2 separate regions of the Zea mays genome follow, and region 2 is linked to region 1. The links are chromatin contacts, called in public Hi-C maps. All regions are on one chromosome and are shown on one strand. The core of a region is the stretch at or near the end of the contact, and the rest is flanking DNA. Distances in the headings are between cores, read along the strand shown.

Evidence for each region. A called contact is a pair of places that touch in the nucleus more often than the background predicts.
Region 2: a Hi-C map of tassel shows a contact between it and region 1, with 2.2 times the contacts expected there. The contact joins the promoter of LOC100273297 here to the promoter of LOC103646088 in region 1. A contact is called at or near these places in 2 of 25 Hi-C or Micro-C datasets (ear and tassel).

Annotation. Positions count from the first base shown.
Region 1 is chr2:19,821,178-19,825,772 of Zm-B73-REFERENCE-NAM-5.0, reverse strand. LOC103646088 reads right to left here and starts at 3,085. Exons shown (of 7, transcript XM_008670815.3): 1 at 2,902-3,085; 2 at 2,391-2,550; 3 at 1,604-1,858; 4 at 1,423-1,519. The coding sequence starts at 2,533.
Region 2 is chr2:20,017,641-20,022,180 of Zm-B73-REFERENCE-NAM-5.0, reverse strand. It overlaps LOC100273297 (putative glutathione peroxidase), which reads left to right and starts at 3,078. Exons shown (of 6, transcript NM_001147738.1): 1 at 3,078-3,257; 2 at 3,696-3,772. The coding sequence starts at 3,210. It overlaps LOC100274413 (Putative ATP dependent copper transporter), which reads left to right. Exons shown (of 6, transcript NM_001360589.1): 4 at 1-32; 5 at 155-631; 6 at 752-1,426. The coding sequence ends at 1,168.

The DNA.
Region 1 (4,595 bases), core at 1,836-4,335:
GTGCCTCTTTGGCAGGGCTTTCTCCGTGACCCATTTTCTAGCTCTTCGTGAAGCCGTACCAAACGGTTTTAAAAAAAACGGCTCCTCACTGAGAGCCATCAAAAAGCGAGAGTCGTTTTGATATTGGGAGCCGAAGCACGAGAAAACAAGCTTCTACCGGTTCCTTCTATCCGGCACACAATAATGTTTAACGAAATTACAGTCTCTGCCACCGTTTCCTCGTGAGAAGTTGTTTTGCCAAATGAATTGCAAAACGGCTTTGGCTCCTCTAGAAAAGCCAAGAAGCCAGAGGAGCCAGAGCCGAAGCCGTTTTAAGAATAGTAGGAGCGGGCCTAATAAAAGCTCTGGCTTCTCTTTAGAAAAAGCTAAAGTCCTGTCAAATACTTTTTTATACGACTTATTGCAAAAAGTACCTAAAAGCTATAGCTATTTTTGTACTACATAGAAGAAGCCACAAATAGTAGCTTCACCGGCTCTGGCTCTAACACTTTGGCTCCATTTGGTAGTTCCTCTTAAAACAGTTCCGGCTCTGGCTCCTCTGGCTCTTTAGCTTGTTTGGAGGAGCCGGAGCCGTTGTACAATTCGTTTGGCAAACAACTTCTTTTGTGTTTGTTTTTAATGCTATATCAGGGAAATGAAGGGGGAGTCGACACAAAAACAGCTCTAGCTCCTCGAGGGACTTCCGACGAGAAGCCGTTTTTTATGACCGTTTGGTATGGCTTCACAATGAGCCCAAGTCGAAGCCGCCTAAAGAGCCAGCCAAAGGGGCCCTTTAATATAGAGAAATGGCTCTGGCTCTAGATAAGTCGTTTCTGCCAAACGATATGTGAAATGGCTTTAGAGCTATAGCTATTTTCAGGCAAGCCAGAGCTCTTGCAAACAGATCCTAAGTTGTTAGCTGATTTTAGCTTAGCAGCTAACAACTAGTAGTTATTTTAGGGGTATAACTAACAATTAGATGATGGGTTCTAAACCTCTTAGCTAATTAGGTGCTAAGAATATCTCCAACCATGCCTAAAATCGGTGCACTATATTGAAATATAGGGCTCAACTCATATAAAACAGCTCTAACAATGTTATATTTTATAATTTTTAATAAAAAATATAGGACACACCATGGAGTGACCCAAATATATTACACCCTAGCTCGACATTTTCTTTCCAAATAATGTAATTTACTTACTACAATAAAATACATAATTTAGGATTTAACTGTTAGAGAGTGTAATTTGTTTTTAACACCCTAAACACTTTAAATAATGTTGTATTTAGTCACCTTGTTGGAGATGTTTTAGCTATTAGTTTTAGATGTTTGAAACAGTACCAGGAGAATTAGGCACAATGAAAAAAATAATAACAAGACATGCATGAAAGGCAATAATAACAAGACACACGGCGAATGCATGCATATTGCATATATACCTTGGCCAGGAGCGCGCGGGGGAAGTCCTTGCTGCCGGCGAGGTGCGCGTTGCACAGCCAGACATGCTCGTTGCTCGCGGAACTCCTGCCGGGCAAGCTGTGGCAGAACGCAACGCCATGGCAGACAGAGCCGGTCACGAACAGATTGGGGGAAAAAAAGATGTTGTCATCGATCGGTTACCCTTGGCCAGGCAGGAAGGCGTAGGTCATGCAGATCACGTAGTACCACTCGGTGTCCCCGAGGTCCTCCGGCGACAGCGAGCCCACCGGCCGCGCCGCGCGGCGGTCGCACTCGCCGGACTGGAGGGCCTCGTAGAGCTCCCGGAGCTGCTCGCTCCTCTGCATGAGCAGCTGGTCGGCTGTCAGCTCCACGGAGTGGGAGATCTTACGCGTCTTCACCTCGCCATTGTAGAACCCGTCCGTCCACGTCAGCACCCTGCAACCATATTTTCTCTTGTCCTTACCTTATATGGTCCACCTTTTTCTTTGCATCAGAATATCATATGATGATGCGCCCGGAGGCAGAGAGGGTAGGGACGAGAAAGACGCGGGTGAGGTGGAGGCGGCGATGACACCGCCTGAGCAGGTGGCAGCGGAGGCGGCCAGACCAGGTTAGAGCGGGGGCGAGCACGGCCACGACGGCGGTGAGAGGAGGGGGAAAAGAGGTCGCCGCTGGTGTAGTAGGCTGAGTTTCTCGCCGGCCAAGGCGGGGCGATGGGCGGCAGGCGGCGCGCGGTTGCGTTGTCGGGACTCGGGAGAAGGAAGAAGATGTGGAAAAAAAAACGAATGCAGATTCAAAAAGCAACCATTTTGCGGAAAAGCGATAACTACAATCGCATCACGGGATCCGACTTTCTTTATTTCATATGTATGCGGTATGTATGTATCAGGCAAACGATGTGAGGATCATTCATCAGAGTTGTAGAAAACTGCCAGACAGATTATAGATTATCAGGACTTCAATTTACCGTGGTCGTTGAGTGCTTGAAATGGACCAGAAGAGGGAATAGCTCCAGTTGATGCTCCTCGCGGCTGCAGCAAGCTGCTTCCTCAACGGCCTCCCAGCAGGCTGCAGCAGTTCTTCCTGAGCCGGGCAAGCTGAGAGCGCCATCACGCGCCTTACTAATCCTTCACGCAAGCAAGAAGCCAGAAACGCATATCACGCTATAAAGAGACGGTGAAGAAGATCAGAAGAGTATATAATTCCAGCTCGTGCAATTTGGAAGTAGCCATTTCCATTTCGTGCCTGACACTGCTAGCTAGTCTGTACTCTGTAGAGAGGCTCTATGCGAAGGAACCTAGCTAGTTATAGCTGCACAAAAGGGACAGAGAGAGTACAACAACTCGATTCTAGATCGGTATCGCTTAATATCTAGGAGTACTGATCATCCAGTCATCCAGAAGCAACGAAACAATGCAAAAAGCTTTCGTACGTGTGCAAAGACCAAAGATTAGGCAAGAATCGGAGGAGGAGCTCACCTCCGCTCCCCGCTACGCTGTACGTACGTGTGCAATGCAAGCAGGCATATATATATAGCCACCCACATACACTCTCTGTGGCAATGGTGACCTCGGTGGCTACTGAGGAACGGGGGGACGAATATATGACTACAGGTATGCCACGAGCCTTGGAATCCGAGATGGGTTTGTGGACGGAGCTCCAAAGTGACCGAGCAAGACGGCGACGCAACAAGTATAGCACAAGCTCCGGCATGAAACAACGTACGCATTTATTATGTTGTGTAAACTATTAAGGTAACGTGCAAGCGTAAAGATACCTATAAGATTTGTTTGGTTGGACTGTGGCGGTGAAAAAAAGTTGTTGCGAGAGGAAAAGCTATTGTGAAATGTGAGTTGTATAAAAAGCTAAAAAGCATTTGATAAAACCACTAAAATTTCTTCTATATATATTTAGACAGTTCTACCTAAAAGCCACTAAAAATAGGTTTAAAGGTGCTTTTAGTTTTACGTTGTGAGAAAGTCGACTTTTGAAAAAAGCCACTTACTCGACTAAGCCTTTTGATTTGCCTTTTGAGTTTGAGAGGGCAAAAGTCAAAGCAAAAAATCAAACCAAACACATCCTTAACGCAAAGTTGTATATGGCTACTATATATATGTTCCCTATTTCCTATCACGAAATTTAAAAAGTGCGTGTCATATAGACCCAATAGTCAGTCTCAAACCTCCTTTTTTAGGCTCCTCAATTTGTGTTTTACTCTTATCTTAATTGCTAATTAAATATATTAGCACTTATCTAATTTCAAATGTGTCCTCAATTTGAGTTCTTCTATGGACCCAAGGTGTCGGTGTTTTGGGTCCGACCGCACACCCGGGGTTGCCCCTCAAGGTGTTTTTAGGAGTAGGACGGTGTCGACGACTGTAGCAAAATGGTTCGTGCCAGTTGCACGAGGGACAGTGGACAATGTTTACAGGTTCGGGCCGCTTAGAGATACGTAACACCCTACGTCCTGGCGAGTATGCTTGGTGAATGAGGTTACAAGAGAGCTCTCCGAATTGAGAATGCAGAGAGTTGAAGTGGGTGGCTAAGTAATAGGGTCGACCAATCTGAAGGGGTGCCCTCTAGGCCTTATATACTCGACCGTGGGGCAATACACGTGGATATGATAACAATGCGTAGCTAAAGGATCAGCAATTGTTTGAGTTTATCTCCCTGTAGTCCTGCCGACCTATCCTCGCATGGCTCCGTTGCATGGGGGCTCCAACGCGGGAAAGTCGGATCTCTGTTGTGGTCGCTCGCTCGACGTTGTGGGCCATCCAGGTTTGCACCAATCCGGCCTCGTGTCAATCTGCTTTGTTGATTGTTCCTCCCCAGGCCCACGAAAGAATGACCTTACGATTTATTGGGCCCTTGGGCCTTTCGTGAGGTCTTTTACTCTTTTAGTGGACCCGGGGGATATCTGTCCCCCACAAGCCCCCGATCTTTGGGTTAATTTAGAGGTAATCAGCCCAAAGATCCCAGGTCCAGCTTGCAGGCGATTTGAAGAGAACGACTTCTTACTGTCTCCTCCTGCTTTGATCTCTCGTAAACCGAAGCTTTGTTTCGTGCTTGTGCCTTAGAGGTCGGCATTTCGTTTTGTAGGACCCTGAACTTCATTGGGTGCACCGGAGGTGCACCCAATGGGTGTAGCCCCCGAGCTTCGAGTAGATTTTAG
Region 2 (4,540 bases), core at 1,829-4,328, 200 kb before region 1:
GTGAATTCTATGACTATGCTGCTGCTGCAGAAGTATGTTGTACAACTTTTATGTTTATCATCGTCATCTTTTTTTCCCTTCCCTTTATATTTCCACATAAAAAAAAGAATGTTGTATCCTTTTGAGATTCCATGAATTTTTTTGTATCCTTTAGGTCAACAGTGAGCACCCCCTGGCAAAAGCGATAGTGGAGCATGCCAAAAAGTTGCGTCCAGAAGGAAACCACATGTGGCCGGAAGCAAGGGAATTTATTTCAGTAACCGGGCAAGGCGTCAAGGCGGAGGTTAGTGGCAAGAGTGTCATCGTGGGGAACAAAGGCCTCATGCTGTCCTCTGGCATTGGTATCCCCTTGGAAGCTTCAGAAATCCTCGTGGAAGAGGAGGGGAAGGCAAGGACAGGGATTATCGTGGCAGTGGACCGAGAAGTGGCGGGCGTAATCTCTGTATCCGATCCGACAAAACCAAACGCCCTCCAAGTGATATCGTACCTCAAGTCCATGAACGTGGAGAGCATAATGGTGACCGGCGACAACTGGGGGACGGCTAATGCTATCGGCCGAGAGGTTGGCATCGAGAAGATAATCGCTGAAGCGAAACCGGAGCAGAAGGCCGAGAGGGTGAAGGAACTCCAGGTGAGGTATCTATCCGGTGTTTCGTTTCCTTTTGTACTCGTTTCCAAGAGCGCTCTGGACTCTGGTCCAGTTAATTACTAGTACGTAGCTTCTCCTGAGTCCTGACACAAACTGTCGCAGCTGTCTGGAAGGACCGTGGCGATGGTTGGCGACGGGATCAACGACTCCCCCGCGCTCGTCTCGGCCGACGTGGGGCTGGCGATAGGCGCGGGGACGGACGTCGCCATCGAGGCTGCGGACATCGTGCTCATGAAGAGCAACCTGGAGGACGTGGTGACCGCCATCGACCTGTCCAGGAAGGCCTTCTTCCGCATACGGATGAACTACGTCTGGGCGCTCGGGTACAACGTCGTCGGCATCCCGATCGCTGCGGGGGTGCTCTTCCCGTCCACCGGGTTCCGCCTGCCGCCGTGGGTCGCCGGCGCTGCGATGGCGGCCTCGTCCGTCAGCGTCGTCTGCTGGTCCCTGCTGCTGAGGTACTACAAGGCTCCGAAGATTGCCGGCACAGCTAAAGAAATTGGAATTACTACCCTGTAGGCAGGTATCACTGGCACTGCTGCTGGAACGGGAAGGTTGTGGCTGGCTGCTAAGTGCTAACAATCGCTGAAACAGAAGTCTAAAAAGAATCGCTGGAACAAGCAAGCTGTACATATGTGTTACAAGTATATATACGGCGATGCTAAGTGAAGTGGTGGTGTAACGTAAGTACTGCTACTGATCTGCCATCGTTGCATGGATGTATACCGTTTTCTTTTCCTCTCGAAATGAAAAGTGGTCCTATGGCACACTACTGCTATGATGGGGCCTGAATAATTTTGAATCAATATCGCATGACCAGCACGAGCATGGTATTGGTATCTTCAGGCTTGGCTCTTGCTCCGCCCCAAGAAGCGTCCACGGAGGCCACTCGAACAAAAGTGGAAGCCGATGGGGATCATATTCGATGAAAAGCAGAGAAAAGCTGGTGCTCGGTGATGATGGAATCCACCGGCACGTTGTTTCGTTTTCGTCTGCGTGGCCAATGTTAATTAGCTACCGAACTAAAATCGTTCACACACAACAAAACAAAAAGTGAGAAACGCACTTGTCGCAGCGGAAAGAAGATCATGATAAGGCGGCAATTTTTGCTTCCACCGCCGACGACACACGATCATGATCTATACGACCAACCGCGCGCGCGGTCCCGTCCATGACCGACACGACGCACCCGATGCCCGATGGCATCGAAGCAATTTGCTTTTTCTGGTTGTTGCTGCGTCGACCTACCTGACGTGACGCGGTATGCATTCGTTGCTCCCGTACGAAATCATCGAAGCAATTTTTTTCTGGCATGAACCGTAGGGCGCCGCTGCTGCCCAAAAACTCGCCAGTCTACATTTGTTACGCCTACTGCCTGCTGTGTGAGTTCCAGAAGATACTCAGGTTGTCGAAACGCGATGCGTTCAAATACAAACGCTGTGCGACCGGAACACGCAAAAGCAATGCATCCGCGTCACTGCGTCAGGGAGTAGCTCAGCGTCTCACCACCAATCGACGTGCCTTGACGGCCACCGCGCACGAACATATGGCCTCACACGGTCCTTCTTCTCGCAGCCCAAGGGCCCGGCCGCTTCCAGAAGCTGTGCGCGTGTTTCACACTAGTTCCAACCGTGAACGGGCTGCGGGGAGGCGGAAACATGGGTAGCATTTTCGGTTCGTCGGCCCAGCTAGTGAGCACCCGCCCGTCTCAGCCTAAGCCCAGTATTCGTCCCGTAGTACAATCAAATTTACAGCAAATATTCTTTATATTTATATACTTAAATCAAGCTACTATAAATATATGCTTTATAATTACTTCATAACATTTAATTTATATAATAAATGTTATTGTTTTTTATAATTCTAATTAAACTCGTTTCCTATTTTCTAAAATACTCCATTTATCATTCTCATTTTTTTTAAAAAAAACAACAACTATTTTAGCTTTAATTATATACAATATTAAGATTTAATAGATGTTTGAATCTAATTCTATATAGTAAATTAATTCGAAGAAACCAATATTATTAATGTTTATTGCATACATAATTAAATTTATAAAAGTTTAAATTACAATAACAATTATTTTTAAGAAGAAGGGGAGTTTATCATTTGGTTTCGACTTTCGTACGAGAATTGCATTCGTACAACCGCAGCCGAGACGGTTGACCAACGCTGCCACGATTCCGTCCACACGCCGACGCGGCGGGCTCCTGGCCGACGAGCACTCCCCTCCGAACGCCGCGTTGGCCGGCCCCGCCCCACGAGGCCACGATGCAGTAGCAGCGTTCACACCATCTGTCTGTCTCAAGTGTCACGGCGTCCGTCATTCGATTCAACCCCCAACCCCCCATGGGCCTGGCCGTATAAATCAACCGCCGGTGAAGTCTAGTCGTCTCGTCGCTCGGTCCACCACCTCAGCTCCGCCGCTTGCCCGCTTTTGCTCTCTCCCTCCCGGCTCTCGGCTTCTTCTACACGCTACCGTCTCACAGCCGTAAACGCCCCTCCCGGATCCCGCTAGTTCGCCACCGCCGCCCGCCCGCCCGCCGTTCGCCTCATCATGGCCGCCTCGTCGACCGCCACCTCCGTCCACGACTTCATCGTCAAGGTCAGTCCCATTCCCCTCGTCGCCCTCTCAACCCCTAAACGCCTCCGTGCGTAGATTCCAGAGGTGGTACGATCATAGGCCCTCTGAACCCCAAAACGTCTCTGTGCGTAGATTCCAGAGGTGATAGGATCATAGGACCCCCGTAAATCCGTAATATTTTGCATGGATCGCTTGCTTTGCGTGCGGCGTGCCCCGGAGCTGCAAGCTCGAGGCCACTGTGCTGTGCTTAGTCCGGGATTGGGGCTTTATGGTTCCTGATTCGTGCGGAGCTCTTAGTGTGAATTTCGCTGTCGAACCGTGTGATTTGGCTTGCAAAATGACTGGATTTGCTAACCCTTACCTAGCGGTTTTTGCCGAATTTTTAGAAGAGTAGATGCCGCGGCTTATGTTTTTGCAGAGGAGTCTAATTATCGCCTTCTGCTTGCTGCTCGTCTGCAGGATGCGAGCGGCAAAGACGTTGACCTCAGCACCTACAAGGGGAAGGTTCTTCTCATTGTTAACGTCGCATCCCAGTGGTATGAATCATCTGCAGCAGAAACTTTTCTAATCTTCTTACTATTTGTGATTGTTTGGCCCATGGCAAAAGCGTATCAGTAAGGTCGTTGGTGTCTTCTACTACGAGGACATATCCTGTGCAATCACTTATCCTGGTGCAAGCGTGCAATCAAGCGATCTGGTGCATCCGATCTAGATCTAACGGTTTCCAGGGCCGTCCCTGTGGGGGTGCCAAGGGTGCAGCCGCACCGGGCCCCCAAAAATAGAGGGCCCCGTAGCCACTGTACGGTAGTATTTTTTCCTATTAAACTTATCTATTATAGACACAAATACGTAAAGTGTGATGCGTTATCGAGCTATCAACTAGTCTCGTTTATATTCTTAAACTGTCTCAATTACTTATCCAATACCCATCCGTTTCAAAATAGTATTTGTTTTAGTTCTTAATTTTTATGTTTATATTGATGATGATAAATCCACTAAAGAAGCAAAACAAATTCTATTTTGATATAGGGAGAGTATTATAAACTATACATATGATGGTTGCTTTGGCAGAGAGAAGCTTTTTAAAATTGAAATATTTTTGTGAACTATTTTTGATCAACAATAACTCAAGAGATGTTAAATGGCTTGGTGATTCTATATATCGAAAAAAGTTGTTGGATGAGATTGATCTCAATGATAGAAGAGATGACTTTGTATCACAAAATGTTAAAAGATATTTTTAATAATATGAGATAACAAGTGTTTTTGCTATATTTTACATTTGTTATCTTGTAAACTTTAAA